7 separate regions of the Mus musculus genome follow, and all the other regions are linked to region 5. The links are chromatin contacts, called in public HiChIP or PLAC-seq, Micro-C, capture Hi-C and promoter capture Hi-C maps. All regions are on one chromosome and are shown on one strand. Each heading gives the region's core, a stretch centred on a gene start, on an enhancer-like site or on the middle of the called end of the contact. The rest is flanking DNA. Distances are from core to core; before and after follow the strand shown.

Region 1 (2,700 bases), core at 13-2,512, 360 kb before region 5:
TTCTGAAATTCCTTTCTGTGTCAAAGCTAATGGTTCAGTTTTATCTGATTAAAGGAACCTCCTTGAGCTGCCTGGAGTGATGGCACAGAGCCCTATAATTCCTTCCATACTTAAAGTGTCACTTGGCACAAACTAAATCTGTGTTCTTGGGCCACTGTCATCTATACTTGGCCACCTCTCATTCCTTTAGAGGTGCGAGCTGCTTCTCAGGGACAGCATCCTGCCACAGAAGACACTAGAGCCACCTAGCAGAAAAGCACACCATAGGGAACCCACTTGGACATTTTAAAAGCCATAGGAGAGGCTGGAAGGATAGCATAGCAGCTAAGAGTATAGGCTGCTCTGGTCCATTCTCAGAGCTCACGTGGAAGCTCACAGCTGTCTGTAGAAGTCTGACTCAACTAAAGACACACTAAGGAGATGAGAGGAATAATTACACCTTAGTGAGACTGTGGTCATTACAGGGCCTTTTCTTCACCTTCTTCTTTCAGATACTGACCAAAAGCTTGTATATTCTTTCCTTCTGAGCTTACTTACTCTTTCTCTGAACATGCACCTCCTCCCCGCAAGGAAATCTGCTTGTGGACCTTTTCTGCTGAACACGCTACCTTTCTTGGCTCCTAACTAAAAAAAGCTGTGGTTTTCTCCATTCCCTCCCTCCTTACAGCAACTGCTGAGATTTACAGCTTGTCTTGTTGTTTTTCTTTCAAACTGTAATAAGCTGTCCTTGAACTTCCTTCCTTCCCTATTATTATTAACAAGAACCCCAAAGGGACTCTAATTTCCCAAGTAGGATGTGGTGATCATGAAGGACCATAAAGAAGTTCTTGAGAGAACTCAGCAGGCAACCATCTTCCAGGACCTTAGGCAAGTGCCTTCTGGTGGACTCCATGTTAGCTCAGTAGAAATAGCGAACACTGTCAAACATAGTTAACACCTATTTAAAACTGTGTGTCTCTTGTGTGGTGCTCCTATAGGCTTAGATTTTTTGAAACCTACTTTGTTTAGGTTCTAGAATACTTCAACCACCCTTCTAGCCCACCAACTGGAGGTAAGGAAAGAAGGTTAATAGGAAAAGATGGTTGTGGACCCGTTTAGAAGTAGTTCTTTGGGGCGACTACACTCTTTGTTGTCAGGATACCAGCAGTCCAGTCCAATAGCAAACACCAAACATGAATCAGTAGCTGTGGCTCAATCCAGCAGAAACCACAAATCAGCATGAGTCAGCATGAGTCAGCAGAAGCAGCCAGAAGCAGCTGGAATGTTCTTTGACATATTTCTGCCTATGAAGTGAAGACCAGCGAACATAGAATGCAAGAGCGACCTCCCACTGTTTATGGGGTTCTACTTAGACTCTTTCCAAACATCACACCTCTCTCAAGTGTCTGCCCAGTCAAAGTATCACATGTCCTCTCACAAGACAGCTTCCAGAAGCTGCTGATAATAATAATAATAATAATAATAATAATAATAATAATAATAATAATAAATAATAATAGAAGTTCAAGGACAGTTTATTACAGTTTGAAAGAAAAACAACAAGACAAACAAGCTGTAAATCTCAGCAGTTGCTGTAAGGATACACAACTGAGTTTCCAAAGAAACCAGAAATTTCCACTTCATGCTTCCATTCAGAAGAGCAACTTCCTGGTCCCCTTGGGATGAGGCCCTCATGCCGTGCCCTCCATGTTGGTCAGAGCTGAGAGCCCAACCTTTCTAGAGCATTTTGTTGCCTTCTTTCCCCACTTGAGCAGAGCCATCTCAGCACTAAGCAACGTTATTTCTGCTGAGCCAGCATGGAACTCTTCTCGTCTCACTTTGTCCATGCTGCCTCATGATGGTTATGAGGCGAGGTTGTCCCTTGGGGAGCTTTCTCCTTCCCAGTCCGTGTGTGTGTGTGTGTGTGTGTGTGTGTGTGTGTGTGTGTGTGTGTATCTGGGCCAGGATCATAGAAAGCCCCAGTGTGCTGTGAAAGTGGATGTGAGTGTTCAGGGGTTAGGGATTGAAAAGTGCCTGAGTAGACACAGAGTGGAAGACAAAATGGCATTCCCTCTGCCACTTCAACCCGTTGAGAGCTTTAAATTTTATAAGGTCACGAGTACATGGCAACCAGACCAACTGTTTGCAAGCCTGTATATAGAGCTGGCATGTGTTTACAAGTGGAAGTGGGCAGCCCGAAGATTTTAATACATGAGTGTTCTGACCTATATAAAAAGACAATGCTGTATTCAATGTTTCCCTCTGAGGCTACTTTTTCCATCCTCCAATCTAAATTCAGGCTATATTTGAGTGCAGAAAAACATCAGATGTTTCTATTTTAAGGTCTGGGTCACTGACAGTCTAGGGGACCGTCTTAGTTACTGTTCTGTTGCTGTGAGGAGACACCATTCGCAGGGCAACTCACAAAGGAAAGCATTTAACAGAGGACTGGCTCGCAGTCTCAGAGTGTTACTGGCAGCTGGTTGGTTGCATTGGCCCTTCAGAAAAGGTAGCTATCAACTATCTTCTTCAGGTCTGCAATTACATGTGTAGTACACATTATATTGTTAAGTTGTCAGATGCTGTTTAAGCTCACTAAAAAGTTGACTCTCAATGTACAATTTGGCACCCCTACTTCAGATCTGAGCATATTTGCCCCAGAGTGCCCTCCAAAACCTGTCCTAAGTCGGGGGGGGTCCCCTGGCCCTGTAACAGGGAGAA
Region 2 (2,700 bases), core at 188-2,687, 450 kb before region 5:
TGTGGACAAGGACCTCCAAGGACAGTCCTTACCACTGAGATATGGAGACACCTAGAGAAACCAGGAAGCCACCCAGAGCCAGGAGTTTCTCTGAAAGACATCCCAAAGCTGATATCATTAAACCCAAACTCCAAAAGGTGCTGGCCTACTGTCATTGGTGACAGGCTTCCTTGGTGACATTGGGCAGTGGGTAAGCAAAGAGGGAGAAGTCCAGGATATACTTAGGTAGCACATCTTGAAGCAGGGCCCGTGGAACATTGCACAAGTGGTAATGCAGACTTTCTGGGCTGGCTGGCCGGTACCAGGCCTGGCGAGCTGGGAACCGGACATGGGGTGGGGCCCGCACCCACTCCAGCACCTGGTTGGCATCAGCCTCCAGCCTCTCATAGGAACCCACGAAGTCGTAGTGCACAGCACATGGTTGGCACAGGTGGTACACAGGCATCCAATGCTCATTCATATGTTCAGGATCCTCATCCACCAGGTATCTCAGGAACTCTGGGAAGGTGACATCGTCCCCTGCAGGGCTGGGGCCAGCTCCAGCCCTGTAGCGCCTGACAATTTCGGCCCCATATCGCTGCTGGTACTCTCGGATCTCTCCAAACTTGTTACGGTAAGCAGACAGGAGGCGTTCCAAGGGGTCTCGCACAAACAGGAACTTGAAGTAGTGCTGCAGACGGTAGCGAATCTCCTCAGGCCGCAGGTCTGCCAGAAACACCAAGTCACTGCGGTGGTCCATCTTGAGGCGGACATCCACGTTGTTCAGGATGCCAGCCAGCACCTTCAGCACACGTTTCCAGTTAGAGCAGGCCACTTTGGGGACATAGCAGTAGAGGAAGCGGTAGCGGTCACTTACGAGAATGTGGCGCAGCAGGGTGCGCCGCTGTCCCACCGGCAAGTCCCAGGGGTCCCGGGGCATGCCTGGTTGTCCGCACACGGCCCTCAAGGTCCGGTTTCGGATGTCCTCCCTCACTTGCAAGTCCGAGTCCCCAGCATCCAAGGATAGGCCTCTAGGCTTAGGATCTGTCCCGCTCCAGGCCGCGCCTTTGTGGCTGGGAGGGTGCAGGGGAAGGGGTTTCATCTCCGATAGGATGCCTCGCTCGATCATGAGCAGCAGTCCGCTGGAGGCCACGATTACAGCGAACATCAGCATGGACGGCAGCAGCAGGGGCGGCCCCCCGAGCCCAGCCCGGGCCCGGCCCAATGGGGCCCGCCTTGGCGTGCGGCCCAGGGTCTCCGCGCTTTTCGGGGCAGCCAGTGGGGTCAGAGGGCGGGGAAACATGGTGCTGCGGCCAGACCTCGCCGACCTCGAGGCTGCAGGGGAGGTGACTGCAGCAGGGGCTGGAGGTCTCGGGAGGGGAGGGATAGTGGGTGGCCAGCTCCCGGGGTGCAGGCAGGGACCAGGGCCGGATGTCCCGCCCGGCCGCTCTTCTCTCCCCGCCCCTCCCTGATACAGGCGCGAGGGCGGGCCCACGTTGTGGGGCGGGGAGAGGGGCGGGTGCCCGAGTCCTAGGAGCTAGTTGCGGGAGGCCGCAGGCGGACCCTAGCCCGGGAGAGAACTCATGAGCCTGGGCCACTCCAGACAAAATGAGACCTGGAAAGCAGGAGCTACTGAGATCCCGTGTCTCTTTAACACGTGTCCTCTTGGTGCTCCATTTAAGATTTGCACCCTCCATCCTGCTTTAAACTGCTCTGGAACCGCTGTCCCTCCAGCTGTGACCTGAATGCAGGACAACCCACCACTCAGTCGGTCTAGACATAAAGGAGATCTGTCCTGACCGGAAGCATGGTCCTTAGCCGCTTGTACCAGTCCCAGCCCAGGGCAGGGCCACTCTGTCAAGCTCTGGCTAATGTCTCCATGGTGACATTTTGCTTTAGTAATTCCTAGGGACTAGTGCTTATCTACTGAGCAATGCTGATCTGTCTGTAAAAGGAATCTCCCCTGCCAAGTCTGAAGCAGTAGGCTAACTGGGACACTCTGGTCGGAGGCTATGGACAAGTACCTCGGGACCACGTATGGCCAATATATACTTCAGGACAACCTACAAGTACAACGCAGCAACCACAGAAAGGCCTCTTTGCTTGGAGCCAAGATGTACCCAGTGGCAACAGATTGGTCAGAGTACTTTGAACAGCAGCATACAACTAGTCCCTAAGCACTACAGCTTGACTTCGTGTGGGGCCCCAACAAGGCTTAAGACAACAGAACTGGGGAACAAATCACGTTTTTTTGTTGTTGTTGTTGTTGTTTGTTTTTAACTATTTCCTATAGTCATCAGCCACTTGACAGTAGATTCTGTGGCTGTTCACATTGTATGGACTCTGGGGTAGCTGTGACTGAAGGTTTTGTTGTTGTTGTTGTTTAGGTATGGGTTTCACTGGCTAGCCAAGGCTGACTTTCAGACCCAATTCCTAGTCATGACAGCACATTAGATGGGAGGACGAAGAATTGACTTTGGTACAGGTTATGCCCAGAGGATGATGAAAGGACTGGGTGGGAATGGTGAGACTATGAAGCTGATTAGGCAGATGAGGGGGTCTGAGGGATAAAGTGACGTGTGTGTGTGTGTGTGTGTGTGTGTGTGTGTTGTTGTTGTTCAGAGAGCCACACAGAAAACATGGGGTAAATGTCTGAACTGGGAGGTTCAGTGGCTTTAAAGTTGGATGCTGGGTGCATCTCAGGCCACTTCTGACCCTTCA
Region 3 (2,700 bases), core at 104-2,603, 300 kb before region 5:
CCAATGCTAGAAAAAAATGCTTTATCACTGAGCTGCAACCCCTACCCCCAGCCCCAGTCCCACCTTCTTTTGGTCAGGTTGTGGCTCCAAGCAGAGTCCCTGGCCTGTGCTCTGGTCTGGAGAATATACCCATACTGTGATTTGCCCTCTTGAATAAGATTTTATCTCTCTCAGGGTAATAATTTAATAAAAGAGGGAGAAAACATTTGCTTCCACCTGTGGGGCTTTCTCCTGCTTCTGAGAAACAGAATGTACAATTTAAATCCGATAATCTGAGATAAGGTGTCTGCAACTGCCTTTTGCCTCTTAAAAATGCCTTTTATTTCAGTCCAGGCAGGAAAGAGATGAAGTGTCATGTCTGAAGAGAGATTCTGGGGGCGGCAGAGTCAGGCAGGACACACAAATGGCGCCATATTGCTACCTGGCCAGACTGTTCCACCACACGTCTGATGAAGTCAGAAAAATGAAGGGTACCCAGTTCTGGGAATGGGCGCTCAGTGGGAAGGTGGTTTTTTTTTTTCTCTTCCACCCCCCCCCCCAGGCTCCTTCAGCGGTCATGGCTTCAGTCTAGTTTTTGCCATACACGGAGGCTAAAGCCAGTGTGTACACAAGCAGGAGGCCATGCAGGGAAAACAAACAACGATTTGCTGGGCAGCAGAGCAACCGATGGCAGTGGGCAGACAAGGAACTGATGGTGATGGACAGACAGTCAGCCCGTGGTGTAGATCCCAAATGTCGCCTTCTCTCCCTAGGATACCTGCTTTGGCCAGCCTTTTTTCCCCCCGTTGTACATGCACACCCCTTTGCTCACTGACATGCAGACCGACATAGCTGCGGTCCTGAGGCCTTTTGCAAAGACGCAGAGGCAAGGCCTCAGGGAGTTGGGGAAGCTCTAGAAGCTAAGGAAATGGACATCTGCGGCCTTAGGGGAAAGGAGAGAACAGTGGGTGGGGCAGGTCCCCCAGGAGGTGAAAGCAACGAGAACTGGTATTATCAAGTGTCGATGAGAGAGGATGAACTAGCCAGGCAAAATGAAGGTGTACAATCATACTCGCCTCGGGAAAAGGCTTTCAGAAGAGAGCTGGGGAATGGATGAGGTGATATGTGGCGGCGGCTATTTAGGATACCTGATGCAGGCTTACTGAGAAGATCTTCCAGCAGGATCTACGGAGGGGTTCTTCCTACTTGTTCCGGCAGCTGCCTTCTGGGGCTAATGTATTCCCCTCAGGCCGCTGCTTGCGGTTCAGAAACTGGCAAAGAGAAGATCGCTGCAGCAGCTGGGGCTGCTACCACCGTCCATGCCCGTGGGCGGCGCCGCTGTCCGGGCTCTGGTGCTGAAGCAGCGGCAGCGGTGGGATCTTGCGCATGCGTCAGCTCCAGAGGCCAGTCGCTGGGCGGGGCCGAAGAGAAATCCGCCAATGGACAGAGGGCAGGAAGGATGGAGGGGAGACAGGGACACGAGCTGCGGCAGAGCCGCAGCATGGGGGGCTGGGGGTTCGTTGTCACGAAGGTTGTAGGCTGCAGTACAGGCCTCTCTACCCTGACCAGCTCTCATCATTGTCCTTAGTAATATGGCCAGACCGTCCCTCCTGGACGCCTTGTACTTTTTACAAGAAACTAAAAAGGAACAACCCGGGTAAAATCCTCCCAACTTGAACCCCAGGCATCCACACTTTGTAACGCAGGGAAGCAGAGAGGTTGGGTCTCATAAATACCCTTATTTCTCTAGGCTTCTCTCAGTGTTCTGTCCTCCCGAGGGAGAGATGGGTATCTGCTCGAGTTGGGTCACTCCTCCCATTTTGGACCTGGCTCTGAGCCTGCGGCCTCTTCCTACATTAAAGCCTCTTCTCGAATCTTTTAAGTGCGCAACAAGGGATAGGGGGAGTGAGAGGAGGAGGGATGCCCAGCCCCTTTCATGCAGTTACCACCACTCTCCACCTACAGAGAGACCTGATAGCCACCCACTTCGGAGCACTTGCCAGCCCCGACGAGGGACTAGCTGTGAAGGAATTGAGGTGTTGGTCGGAAGGGCAGGCCTGGCTAGAGAACTGTAGTTGAATTATAGTGAATACCAGAAGTAGGAGAAGCCTCAGTGTAGAGGAGTCCTTGGTAGATTTGGTTAGGCAAAAGAAAAAACAAAAAACAAAAAACAAAAAACAAAAAAACAAAAACAAAACAAAAACAAAAAAAAAAAAAAACAAAAAAACTTCACAACAAGCAGGCTGTTTTGGGCCTGGCTGTGCTGTGCATGGAGGTGACAAGCTAGAAGCAATGGGCTGAGGAGAGTCAGACTCAAGAGATTTGGCTTAAAGATATCCCTTAATTGTGTCCAAGTGCTGGTCTAGGCAGGCACGGGTTCTAGAGCCCGGGCTGAGTGGATCTGGAGGTTTAGAAGTAAGTGCCTTGAGTGACTTACAGTTGGCTGCAGAGATAAAGGCAGCCTTAAATCAGTGCCAGGAGGCCAGGGTGTGGCTAGACCTAGGAGATGGTTGATAGCACCTCTGATCTACAATTTGTGGCAGAGAAAGGGCAGGGTACAAAGAGAGACATTTCTTTCGAATAGCTTTAAAGCAAGCTTCCTGGAGACAGTGGAGCTGCGGCTGGCTGGGGAGGTTTTGGAAATGTGAAGGCATGAAAGACAGGCAGAGCATGCTTCACCTGGAGTGGGATTTAGGAGACTGTAACAAAAGAAGGTTGGGA
Region 4 (2,700 bases), core at 19-2,518, 280 kb before region 5:
TACAGTGGGAAGCTTGGGACTTCTGGAGGTTTCTGGGATAAGGCTGACCTCAGCAGTATTTGTGAGGCAGGGTGCAGAGAAGGTGGAGGAAGTGTGTGCTTGTACGTGTGTGTGTGTGTGTGTGTGTGTGTGTGTGTGTGTGTGTGTGTGTGTATGTGTGTGTAGACAAAAGCGGAGAGGGAGACAGAGAGAGAGAGAGATCTAGGAGCTCGGGTGCGTCACTGTTGCTGGGAAAGTAGACAAGAGTCTGACTCAGTGGGAACATCCGGCAGGAAGGGAGGAGGGTACACAGTGGCATTTGCAAGCAGGATGGGAACTCAGGAGCTGCAGAGATGGGGGTGTGGGGCCAGGGGCGAGAGCCTGGACAGCAAAGGGCCTTAGCATGGTGGCTAGAGACCGGGGTGGGGGTAGATTATGGTGAGGGGAAATATCTGAGGCCTGGTCAGTCAGGGACATAGGGGATGCCAGAGTTTGTGACACTCATGTCAAGGCCTGGAAGTCAGGACCACATAAGAACTGAAGCTGACCTAGGCACCCCTGGGCAGAGACTGGCCTCGGCTGTGTGAAGATACTTACTTGGGGAAGGAGTCTGTGTCCTTTCTTGGGATCTGAGAGTCTGCAAATGTTATCCTGGGAGTGTCAGGATGAAAGGGCTCTGTGAGAGGATCCCAAGGGAAGAGGGCTGCTAACTGTTCCCAGCTTCTGCTGGGTTAAGGACCCCATAGAAAGGCTCCTTTTAGCATGGTAGGGGTCTGGAGACCCAGAGAGTTAGGCCTCCAGGAGTGGCCATGCTTGGAGTACAGAGAAAAGCACATTCCAGCTCAGAAACCAAATGGGGGAGAGTGGCATTTTGGGTCTGTGGTGGTGTGAGATGGCCTTGGGGAGGAGGTTTCTCACTCTTATCTAACGACTTAAATGCGCTGACTGGACAGCCAGCAGGAAAGCAGAGAAACGCCCCGAGGGAGGGCCGTCAGCCATCGTGTGGAACCTGCATCTCTTGCCTTTTTCTCCTAGTGGGAGGGATGAAGACCCAGCTATCCCATTTGTGGGCACACACAGGCGGGCGGGTCTTACTGGGGCTCAGGATCACAGGTGAAAGTGGGCCCTTCGTGCCTAGATCTCCTGTGCGAGGACACTGAGGCAGGGCAGGGATATGTGCTAGACAAGACCAGCCGGCTGCTGGTGCCCCGGTCCTCGCCCTCTGCGAGTGGAAGGGTGGGGGTGGCGGCTAGGCGTTCCTGGCTGGGAGCCCAGAGCGCTCTTTTGTAATCACAACATGATCTCTTGTGCTGAGCAGCGAAGCAGAAGCCGGCAGGGAGAGGCCGACAGGGCCGGCTCTGGTGGCTCCAGCTTCCCTCCAGCTCTGGCTCCCGGGAGCTGTTTTGAAATTCTCTCAGCGCCTGGTATTTCCATGCATTTGGCCGTGAGTGGCACCTCCTCTTTGGCAGGGGGGCTTCTAGAGGATGGGAGGGAGCTAAGCTACGAAGCAGCCACATTCTGGGGACAGCTGGTGGCAGCTGGGCCTGGGAGAAAGAGAGCCACGAGGAGGCAGGTGGTGGGCCGGGCAAGGCGCTGAGCAAAACATAGACCCCACAGCCAGACAGAGAAGAACCGCAGATCTTGATGCAGAGGCATGGCTCGGCCCAGAGTTGCTCCCAGCTGGGCCTGCTGTTCTCCTGCCCCATCAGTCAGCAGCTCAGACCTGGAGGGCTCGCGGAGCCCGTGGGAGCTGCTCTCTCCTTCGGACTGGGCACAGGCTTAGGGAGTGGGGTCCGGTGCCTGGGAGGCCAGAACCAAGCTAAAGCCTGTCTCTGTGTGTGTGGTTCTAGATTTGGGAGGCAAAGTGTCCCCCCTCGACCTCCTGAATCCCCTGGCAGCTTCCCAGTCACGGCAGGTTCGGCTGCCAGAGCCATTTTTAACTCTCATTCCAGACTGTGCTCACAGCAGAACCCCCTGGGGAGCCAGGGGGAGGGGCAGCCTGCTGCTGGGAGCCGAGGCCCTGGGTATGAAACCCTGACCTGAGCCCTCAGTAGGCAAACTGGCAGACAGGCCTCACTGGGGTGGGGTTTGGCCCTCTGTAGACCATCTTCCTAAGAAACCTCTTTCACCCTGGGTGCTGTAGCTTGGGGCTAAAATCCGTTCCTTGTATTGGGTTCCATGCCTTCTACAGGGGCCCCACAAAGCCGAGTCCACAATGCGCCGGCATGAGGAAAAAGATGCCGAGCTGGACCGTAGGATAGTTGCCTTGCGCAAGAAGAACCAGGCCTTACTACGAAGGTACCAGGTGAGTGTGTTGTGTCGGCTGAGAGGACTCCTGTGGCTGGGGTCCCTGGCTACCTTCAAAAGGCTGTTTACACAGTGGGTTCTCTCTGAGGGCCTTAGCCCATGCCCCCATCAAAGTCTTGGGCACTGGTGATGTGGTGCCTCTGCCCCCTGGTGTCCCATTGGTGTTTTTCTGTGTAGGCCTGTCAGTGTCTGTGTGTCTGTGAGCCTGGGGGGCCATGGCCTTGCTGACTTCAGGCCCTCCCACAGGAGATCGAGGAAGATCGTCGGCAGGCGGAGCAGGGGGGCATGGCTGTGACCACTCCAGGGCTCCTCCAACCCGACAGCCTCACGGTCACCATCAGCCAGGTTCCCGGTGTAAGTCTCACCTTGGAGACAGGCAGGGTTGAGGCCTGGACCATGCCTGGGGTGTTAACA
Region 5 (2,700 bases), core at 24-2,523:
ACTCCAAAACTAACTATGCAAGCCCCCATCACTGTCCATTGAGTCCTATTTATACTCCCTCCAAACATCACGTGTCCTCTAAGGGTCTTGCCTCAGTCTGACTTAGCAAAACTCCATGAGTCTGTATCAGCTGACATCACTCTGCCAATTGGCTGGAGTCCGAGGAAGTGGCAAGAAACTGCAGCATATCACCAGAAGTTTTTGTGTGTGTGTGTGTGTGTGTGTGTGTGTGCATTTCTCTCTATGGGGTCATGACAAACGGAGCTCAGCTACTCAATGTAAGGTGAACCAATGCATGCATGTTGTTATCGAAGAATCCTTCATCTCTCATTCTTTCTAAACATCCTTTTACCTGTGTCTGCTTCAGCGAAATGTTCTTTGATATAACCGATTTACCAAAGAAACCAGAAGTTTCCACTTTAGGCTGGCCTTGAACTCAGAGATCCTCTGCCTGTCTCTGCCTCCTGAGTGCTGAGATTAAAGTCATGGGCCATCATTCTTGTCTGAATTTAAGATTTTTAAACATCTTAAATCCAGATACTCACACTCCACCGATGAGCCACTCCCTCCCCACTCCCCTCTTTCTACCAGGAACAACATCTGAGCCTTCTGTGGCTATGGGCCCTGCTAACGGTGGCAAAGGCCCCGTGTGATCCCCGGCTCCTTCTCCAATCACTTTCACATATTTTCCCACCCTCTGAAGTAGGATAGAAAGAAAAAACTATGGACCCTGGAAACAAAAAAAAAAAAACAAAACAAAAAAAAAAGCACCTTTTTCTGGGGTCTAGCCTGTGCTTCCTGCTGACTTCAGCACTGCCGATGAGATAGATCAACAGTGCCTTCAGAGCAAGTACTCTTTGTCTAAAGATACCTCAAACAAAGATACTGAAACAGCGAACTCTGCTGTTTTAGCTTTCGGCTTTGAGTTTAACTTGGAGCTCCTTGGCCACTTATTCCTAAATGTAAACAATGCATCTATAAAAACACCTCACATCTTCATCTTCATCAGCAAGTTCTGAGAAACCAGATCATTGTGTAAAAAATGGGGAAAGTGAGTCAGTGGACTCTTGGGTGACTTGCATATGTCTATCCAGTCTTTCTTTTGCTCTCATTCCCTCCTACAGCCTACGGTGTAGCTTGACAACGCAGTCCAACCACCGAAAGCAAGCGTCACTCCTCATCCTGGATAGACGCGGGAGGAGGCGCCGAGCGCGCAGGCGCAAGGCAACCCGAGCGAAGCGAGGATTGACGGAAGACGTGCAACTAAAGCGGAAGTCCCGCCCAGCGCGAGCGAGTTTTCCGGCTGTAACCGCTGGAGGCTTCTGCTGACGGCGTCGGACCTGCGGAGCCCAGGATGGTGTTGCTCGAGAGCGAGCAGGTACCGGCGGCCCCGGAGGGCCCGGGACTCGAGCGAGTGGGGTCAGCTCGGGTCGCGGTTCTCCCTTTGCGGGCGGGCCGGGGCCGTGAGGCGGCGGGGCGAGGAGCGGAGGCTGCCTAACGGGGCGTGTTGTGTTGCAGTTCCTGACGGAGCTGACCAGGCTCTTCCAGAAGTGCCGCTCGTCGGGCAGCGTGTTCATCACCCTCAAGAAATGTAAGCAATCTCCGGGGCCGCCTGGGAGGGGACAGCCCGGCCCCCGGCCTGTCCGCACCGGCCACCTCCGGGGCTCGTGGCCGGTGCGGCGCCGGCCACCCACTCACCGTGACAGTGGGGCCCCAAGTGTGTCCGACGCCCGTTGTCAGGCAGCCCGGCCCCCGCTCCGTTAGTGAGGAAGAATATGCCTCGGGGTCCCAGTGTTTATCGAGCGAGTCGTTGCTCCTAGTTTTGGCTGTATCCTGAGTGATGGCGGACCCTTCCTTACGATCATCACTTTGGACCCAGAAGCAACGCCTGTGGTGGTGTTTACCTGGGTGGACTTTTTTTTTTCTTAAACACAGATGACGGTCGCACCAAACCTATCCCGAGGAAGAGTTCTGTGGAGGGCCTCGAGCCCGCAGAAAACAAGTGTCTGTTGAGAGCCACGGATGGGAAAAGGAAGATCAGCACCGTGGTGAGCTGGAGGCCTTTCTTAAGGCTCTGCTTTCTTTTGAGTTGGCCTGGCCGACTCAGAAAAAGTCAGTTTTCTCTCAAGTAGCCAAGGTACAGGAGCAACCTATCTCAGTGCTAGCTAGGGGAACACATTTAAAAAAAATTAAAATAGTGTCTTGCAGTCTACTCAGGCTGACTTTGAACTTGTGATTTAGGAAGCTCACACCAGGCGCTTCAGCCCGTGCTGGTGTCACAGGAGTGTCTCATCAACTGAGACAGATGACAGTGATGGTTTTTGTGAAGTTGGAGATGTGACCCAAGCCAGGGTCTTCATCCCGCTAAGTCATCGCTCTGGGTTGAGCCTCACCCCCACCCCGAGGGAGGAGGGGCATGTCAGGATTAGGTCCGGGTCCCCCTTCCCTGTCATTTTGGCCTGTCACTCCCAGGCTGTTGTGGGATCAGGATCTACTTCTGCTTCTTTTTGGTGGAGGGGGTGGGTTGTTTGGTTGGGATAAGGTCTCGGGTAACTGAGGTTCCTTAGGTCGCCTCTGTCTCCAACGTGGTGGAATCCTAGGTGTGCACCACCTTCACAGTTCCTGTTTTTGTAGGACAAACTATCAGCAATAAACTGTTAGGCAGAAAGTAGAGGCCGAATGCTTGTTCTGCTGGAGTCC
Region 6 (2,700 bases), core at 193-2,692, 500 kb before region 5:
GCCTAAGGAAACAGACAGTCTGGACTTGAGGCAGGTTGGCCCTGACACCTTTACCAATTCTTGTCCTGGAAGTAGCTCTGTAGACCAGGCTGACCTCCAACTCAGATCTGTACCCCCAGCCCTACTAGGATTAGAGGAGTGTGCCACCACTGCCCAGCTTCCTTTACCAATTCTTGGTGTGAAAAACCTAGCAGAATCTCTGGACAGACCAACAGGAAGAATAAGGTAGGAATCATCCTTCCTGGCAATAAAGGTTGTGTGGCCCATCCTAGGAGGACACAGGACCTCCCAAAGTAGAAGAGCTCGAGAAACAGAGCTCAAATCCCTTGGGGAGAAGAATAAGAAATCCGACTTTGTCCTGGGGGACCTGTTGGGCAGGAAGAGGATCCTTCCAAGCCTAGAGATTCCAGGGAGGGTTCTGAGAGCACTAGTCTGCTACACAAACTTCATCAGGCCCCATCTAGAAACCGTGCTCTGAACTGAGATGGTGAATCTAGATCTTAGGGAAGGTTGGGCCTGAGTCAGGCACAGCGAGGACAGCGTTTAGGACACCTAAAGGACAGGAATTAATGAGAGGGCCATATAACAGACAGCCAGAAATAGCCTAGAACGGGAAGACTGGGAACCAAATGGGAGCAGAAATGTGAGTTGAATACTTGGGTCACAGCTGATGGAGTTGTGTTAGCCTAAATTGCCAGGGGTCAGTATTGAGGCTGATGGAGGGTCTGGGGAAGAGTGGGACACGGGAGGAAGACAATGGCGACAGGAAGAGGAGGAGAAGGGAGAGGAGAAGAAGCAGCTAGAATCAGGAAGCTGGGTGGTGTATGCCTGTAATCCCTGAGTTCCGGTGGAAGCTTTAGGATCCAGAGTTTGAGACTCTATCTCAAAATAAACAGAGGATCAGATCAATTATAGGTATGAAAATGTCAGCTCTGTGTAGATAAATACAAAGCATTTGGGCGATGTCACAGTTTGTCATGTTTGTCCTCAAAACATAAGTTCGGGGAGCAGGCGAGGTTGTTAGCGCAGTGGTCAAAAATTCCTCTATCGCTGCACCACATACCAGAGCGAGCCTGCTTTCCTACCCTCCTGTGCCAAGACTGGCGGCCTCCAAAGAGCCACCCGAAAATTCGATCTAAAACGCTGTTCTAATGAGGCTGATCTCAGGCTCGCGCATGGCTGGCGCAGTGCAGACCGGGGGGGCTGCACAGCCGCGGCCTGCACTGTATCAGCACCGGGTTCACCCAGCGCTCCGTCTCCGCCTCGCCGGCGGCGGTGCTGGCACCGGCATCGGCTGCCCCAAGTTCACGCTTGCGCGACCCGCACGTTCCCTCGGTCCCAGCCCCAGGGAGCCGCACGGCAGCAGGACTAAGACCTTGATCCTGACCCGGCCGGGGATGCGTGGCCGGGCGCTCCGCGGCTCGCGAGGGCTGGGAACTGCAGCAAGTGCCGGAGTCACGAGCAGGGGGCGCTCAAGGGATGCCCCGAGTCAATACCGGGTGGGGCGGAAAGAGAAGGTCCTGTCACTCGCTGAACCATGGGCCCACTAGGGTAGCTCCCTAGAGGCTCGGTGTGGGCGAGAAGCCACCGGAGGGAGTGATGAGGTCCCCGAGGGGCGGAACAGCTACTCGCTGCTCGCTGGGCGCCTTCCACCGGCGTGAAGCTAAGTGGAGAGCGGCAGAGAATAATTTGCGTCCAAACGAGGGAGATTTTCCGGTCTGTAGGGAGGAAGAATTGGAACACATTATAACCGCACCCCCACCACACAAACGCCCACCAGAAGATGCAAAACCCCGTTGTCGTTATACAAACACGTGTGCCGGGGAGCCCACTATAACCACATCCCCACCACACAAGAGCCAAGACCCTTTTGTCGTTACACAAACACTTGTGCAGGGGCCAAGCAGATTCCTTTGCCAGAACACGTAGACACGAAGCGCCACCTAAAAAATCTGTCACTCATTAAACACAAAACCCGAATCTAGGACTGTGCCAGACACATTCAGGATAAGGCAGTCATGGGTGTTGTTTGCAACCTGACTTTCCTGACTGTACCCTTCAAGGCAGGGCTTGGTAACTCTCCCACTCCTCCCTAGAAATCCACTTACACAGCGCTTTCGTAGAGCACGTGGATTTTATTGAAGGCTTCTAGAGGAAAGCAAAGAAAGGACATGTACGCATAGGGCAGGGGGCACAGCCCTTCATTCGTCCAGAAAGTTCTTTCTTTTTGCCTGTTTGGCTGTTTCTTACGGCCCCTTTATTTGAGCAGCGTCTGAATCATGCCTACTTGAACCGCACCCCCACGCCCTTCCAAGAGACTTTGCCACATCTTCACCCGTTTGTGCAGAGAGGAGGGGGGGGGCTTGCATCTCCTAAATTGCTCACTGGCACGCACACTTGCTTACTCCAGGCAACCTGCTCAGCATTCCCTGCAGTTAGTCAACAACACCCCACCTCCACCGTCTTTCTCTTTCTTTCTGTAGGAGGAGATGGCTAGGCATCCTCGAGTGCATGCGCAGGCCAGAAGCCAATGCAGGTGTCTTCCTTTATCGCTCTCCATCTTGATTTTTTTTTCAATTTGCAATTCTTTGCAAACAATTTTATTTGTTTGCGTTTCCACGTGTCTGTACAGATTCACACCTGTAGGAGCCAGAGGACAACTTGTGGGAGTCATTCTCTCCTGACATGTAGGTCCTGTGC
Region 7 (2,700 bases), core at 120-2,619, 330 kb before region 5:
TCTCTCCTCTCAAGGTTCTCAGTAACTCTGTCTGGGCCGGGCTCATCTCTCTCATTCCACTCAACATATATTGATGGTCTGCTCGGGAGAGCCACTGTGCACCTGCTAATGTGAACAAGGAACCCTGGAGTTTTCTCCCCAATCTTAAGACAACCAATCTTTACCTGGAAATAAAAAGGATAACTGCATTAAAAGCAATTTCTAGGGTTAAAGAGATGACTCAGAGGTTAAAAGGGAAAATTACTCTTCCAGAGGACTGGAGTTTGGTTCCCTGCACCAATATAAGGTGGCTCACAACCGCCTGTAACTCCAGGTCTAGGGGATCAAGGCTCTGACTCTCGATGGGCACCTAAGCTCATATGCACAAGCCCCCCCTGCACCACATGCACACAATTAAAAAAAAAAAGGGGTTCTAGAGAGGCAAGTGTGGTGGCAGTGGGCCTGTAATTTCAGCATTTCGGAGCGGAAGTGGGAATGTTGCTGAAAGCTAACGTTACACAGGGCTACAGAGTGAAACCTAGCTTTTAAAAAAGGCGGGCGGGAGGGAAGGGCTGGAGCGGGGGGGAGAAAAAAAAAGGAAAAAAGGGAGGCCAAGCACTGAGCATGGTGACACAAGCCTTTAAGCACTCAGGAGGCAGAGGCAGGATCTCTGTGTGCCCCAAGCTAGCCTGGGCTGCATAGCGCTGCATAACCTTGGTAATCGCAAAAGGGGGCTGGGTCAGAAATAGGAACAGGGACTCTCTTACACAGCCTAGTTGGGGTGAGGAGCAGGAGGATGTCAGAGCTAACCGGACGCCGCCCCGACATACAGATTTCGTCCTTCTTAGTCCTAGCATATAGACTACAGACCCCCCGGCTGGTGGAGGTGTGGACACCCACCTGCGGGCAAGCCGCAGCTCGGCATCGAGTGAGGCTGCGCATCGCACACCGTCTTAGCACTGGCCATCGTAGCCGGGTGGCTTGGCTGGACCCTGAAAGTGCAAGACGGATATTAGCAGCGCCAGAGCCCCGCCACGCCAGCCCGCCCGTCCTTCCACCCGCACACATCCCGCAGAGCTTAACCCCGGTGCCGGCTGCTCCCATCCGCCGTTCTCTCCGCTCCCTTTCAAATAATGCTCCGCAGCAACTGCCCAGTCCTCGTTAGAGTCTGCCGCCGCGCTTTCAAAAGGAAACTTCCGGGAGCTGGGAGGGAAGGGGCGCGGCTCCGAGTCTGTAGGCGGCCCTGTTGTACGGAAGGCTGTCTCTTGTGCCTCGGCCTCGGGAGCCGCCATGCTGTACGGAAGGTTCGAGCAGAGTTGCTCCAGCCTGCTGGTCGAGGCTGGGCCAGGGACTCACTGGGCTGGCTTGAATGGAGCTATTGAGCCAAGCTGTCACATTCCAGCCAGAAGGCAGACACGTGAACTCGCCTAGCGTCAAGTCACAATCCTCTTTATTTGGTCTTTGATTGCTAAGGATCCTGCCAGGAATACAGGTGGCCTGAATAGAAACTACCAGGTGAAGAGCAGGAGAGCCTACTTGAAGGACACCAGTGGGCTGAAATAGCTAATGTGCTTAAAAACCCGCATGCAGATTTAATTACAAATTAAAGTTACTCATACAAAACAAGGCAGATTTTCAGTCGTCACGTTGAAAACACAAATACAAAAGGAGCAGCAGCCTGGTGCTGGACATTTAAGAGGGTGATGGGGTAAGGGGAGTATATAGAAGGGCTGACTTTAGCTCTGCCCTCTTGGAGCTTATAATCCAGAAAACACACTAAACAGACAACTGCAAACACACATTTACCATCCATGGGAAGATAATGAAGGGAAAACAAAGATGCTATAAGAGAGAAAAGCAAAGAACCAGTATAAATCGGAAAGACTGAGGTCCTAGTGGTCCACAGTGGTGATTCTAGCACTCAGGAGGCTGCCACGGGAGAATTGCCCTGTCTTTAAGGTTAGCCTAGGCTACATTCCAGGCCAGTAGGAGCTACAGAACAGCAAAACCTTATTTAAATAATAAGATTTAGGTGTGTTTGATTCAGGAAAGATAAGGAGTTGTTAATCTCAGGAACAATGAGAAGTGTTAAGTTTTAAGGTAGAAATGGATCTCCCCCCCCCCATGGTGACAATTTTGGCATTTTGATTTCTTTTATGAAAATGTGGTTTTGTTTTAATCCCTGGTGTGGGATATGGGGCTGCTTCAGACAGTTCACAGCAACTGACTATGATGTGCCTTGTGCTCTATCAGAGTGCGATGGTGTTATGTTTGGACTTTGGGAACTTTTTAGAGGGTATATAAATGCTAGGGCCCTGAGAAATGGTGTGGGTTGTTGGTTGCTTGCTGTTGGTTATGGTTGGTCACACTTTGTTAAGTAGTCATGTGCAAAGAAGAAAGAACAAGAAGAAATTACATACCCTGACAGTGAAGATCAAACTTGCCCCCAAGGAACTCAATGCCCCTAAGCAGCAGGAAGTGGTCTAAAGATAATGTCCTTTCTCCTCTTTCTTTTATTCTCTCCTATCTAGTGTTAGGGGGTTGAAAGGGTGGAGAGGGTGAAAGAACCCACACAGTAACCAATGACAGTTAACTTGCTCTCTCTCTCTCCCGTCCCCCTTTCTCTATCCTATCTTCTCTCTCCTCTCTCCTTTTTCTCTCTCCTTTCTCTATCCTATCCTCTGCCTCTTCTCCCCTCTCTCCTTTTTCTCTCTCCTTTCT

What was found. Promoter capture Hi-C pulls out the DNA fragments that hold promoters and counts their contacts. A called contact is a pair of places that touch in the nucleus more often than the background predicts. HiChIP or PLAC-seq counts read pairs in DNA pulled down with a chosen protein or histone mark. Capture Hi-C pulls out chosen DNA fragments and counts their contacts.
Region 1: a contact with region 5 is called in a FOXA1 HiChIP or PLAC-seq map of pancreatic cancer cells. The contact joins the enhancer-like site here to the promoter of Srp14 in region 5. A contact is called at or near these places in 8 of 39 promoter capture datasets (the C10 cell line, the HPC-7 cell line, cranial neural crest and 4 more), 1 of 484 Hi-C or Micro-C datasets (B cells), 4 of 115 datasets of contacts at active chromatin or transcription factors (double positive thymocytes, embryonic stem cells, extraembryonic endoderm stem cells and 1 more) and 3 of 9 other capture datasets (liver, macrophages and pancreatic islet).
Region 2: a promoter capture Hi-C map of the HPC-7 cell line shows a contact between it and region 5. The contact joins the promoter of Chst14 here to the promoter of Srp14 in region 5. A contact is called at or near these places in 4 of 39 promoter capture datasets (the C10 cell line, the HPC-7 cell line, liver and 1 more) and 3 of 115 datasets of contacts at active chromatin or transcription factors (embryonic stem cells, fibro-adipogenic progenitors and large pre-B cells).
Region 3: a promoter capture Hi-C map of the HPC-7 cell line shows a contact between it and region 5. The contact joins the promoter of Disp2 here to the promoter of Srp14 in region 5. A contact is called at or near these places in 7 of 39 promoter capture datasets (the 3T3-L1 cell line, the HPC-7 cell line, hippocampal neurons and 4 more), 5 of 115 datasets of contacts at active chromatin or transcription factors (bone marrow-derived macrophages, craniofacial prominence, embryonic stem cells and 1 more) and 4 of 9 other capture datasets (adipose tissue, liver, macrophages and 1 more).
Region 4: a contact with region 5 is called in a capture Hi-C map of macrophages, with 5 times the contacts expected there. The contact joins the promoter of Ccdc9b here to the promoter of Srp14 in region 5. A contact is called at or near these places in 12 of 39 promoter capture datasets (the 3T3-L1 cell line, the C10 cell line, HPC-7-derived erythroid cells and 7 more), 1 of 15 datasets of contacts at CTCF or cohesin (CD8 T cells), 46 of 484 Hi-C or Micro-C datasets (B cells, the Ba/F3 cell line, CD4 T cells and 22 more), 16 of 115 datasets of contacts at active chromatin or transcription factors (the SCID.adh cell line, T-cell acute lymphoblastic leukemia, bone marrow-derived macrophages and 7 more) and 4 of 9 other capture datasets (adipose tissue, embryonic stem cells, liver and 1 more).
Region 6: a FOXA1 HiChIP or PLAC-seq map of pancreatic cancer cells shows a contact between it and region 5. The contact joins the enhancer-like site here to the promoter of Srp14 in region 5. A contact is called at or near these places in 2 of 39 promoter capture datasets (embryonic stem cells and pre-B cells), 3 of 484 Hi-C or Micro-C datasets (the G1E-ER4 cell line, bone marrow-derived dendritic cells and embryonic stem cells), 8 of 115 datasets of contacts at active chromatin or transcription factors (astrocytes, bone marrow-derived macrophages, embryonic forebrain and 5 more) and 3 of 9 other capture datasets (adipose tissue, liver and macrophages).
Region 7: a contact with region 5 is called in a Micro-C map of embryonic stem cells, with 2.3 times the contacts expected there. The contact joins the promoter of Knstrn here to the promoter of Srp14 in region 5. A contact is called at or near these places in 4 of 39 promoter capture datasets (cranial neural crest, erythroid cells, hippocampal neurons and 1 more), 5 of 484 Hi-C or Micro-C datasets (B cells, CD4 T cells, CD8 T cells and 2 more), 4 of 115 datasets of contacts at active chromatin or transcription factors (bone marrow-derived macrophages, embryonic basal ganglia, embryonic stem cells and 1 more) and 3 of 9 other capture datasets (adipose tissue, liver and macrophages).

The regions. Positions count from the first base shown.
Region 1 is chr2:118,840,508-118,843,207 of GRCm38.p6, reverse strand. The region is part of intron 1 of Gm39913 (a long non-coding RNA gene); the gene reads left to right. Among named protein-coding and RNA genes, the nearest start is that of Gm39913, 20 kb to the left of the region's middle. Within about 2 kb of position 1,262, at least 38 of the 459 cell types and tissues checked have an H3K27ac peak or open chromatin away from gene starts, as enhancers often do. A contact at or near this core is called in pancreatic cancer cells, where this site is marked.
Region 2 is chr2:118,925,234-118,927,933 of GRCm38.p6, reverse strand. Chst14 (carbohydrate sulfotransferase 14) reads right to left here and starts at 1,437. Exons shown (of 1, transcript NM_028117.3): 1 at 1-1,437. The coding sequence starts at 1,282. The coding sequence ends at 152.
Region 3 is chr2:118,778,372-118,781,071 of GRCm38.p6, reverse strand. It overlaps Disp2 (dispatched RND tramsporter family member 2), which reads right to left and starts at 1,353. Exons shown (of 8, transcript NM_170593.3): 1 at 1,128-1,353.
Region 4 is chr2:118,761,229-118,763,928 of GRCm38.p6, reverse strand. It overlaps Ccdc9b (coiled-coil domain containing 9B), which reads left to right and starts at 1,268. Exons shown (of 11, transcript NM_001001982.2): 1 at 1,268-1,423; 2 at 2,171-2,284; 3 at 2,533-2,640. The coding sequence starts at 1,277.
Region 5 is chr2:118,478,269-118,480,968 of GRCm38.p6, reverse strand. Srp14 (signal recognition particle 14) reads left to right here and starts at 1,273. Exons shown (of 5, transcript NM_009273.4): 1 at 1,273-1,378; 2 at 1,519-1,591; 3 at 1,936-2,048. The coding sequence starts at 1,355.
Region 6 is chr2:118,975,228-118,977,927 of GRCm38.p6, reverse strand. No RefSeq gene overlaps it. Among named protein-coding and RNA genes, the nearest start is that of Gm39914, 12 kb to the left of the region's middle. Within about 2 kb of position 1,442, at least 150 of the 459 cell types and tissues checked have an H3K27ac peak or open chromatin away from gene starts, as enhancers often do. A contact at or near this core is called in the G1E-ER4 cell line, bone marrow-derived macrophages, liver and 3 more, where this site is marked.
Region 7 is chr2:118,812,672-118,815,371 of GRCm38.p6, reverse strand. It overlaps Knstrn (kinetochore-localized astrin/SPAG5 binding), which reads right to left and starts at 1,369. Exons shown (of 9, transcript NM_026412.3): 1 at 1,063-1,369; 2 at 880-971. The coding sequence starts at 1,271.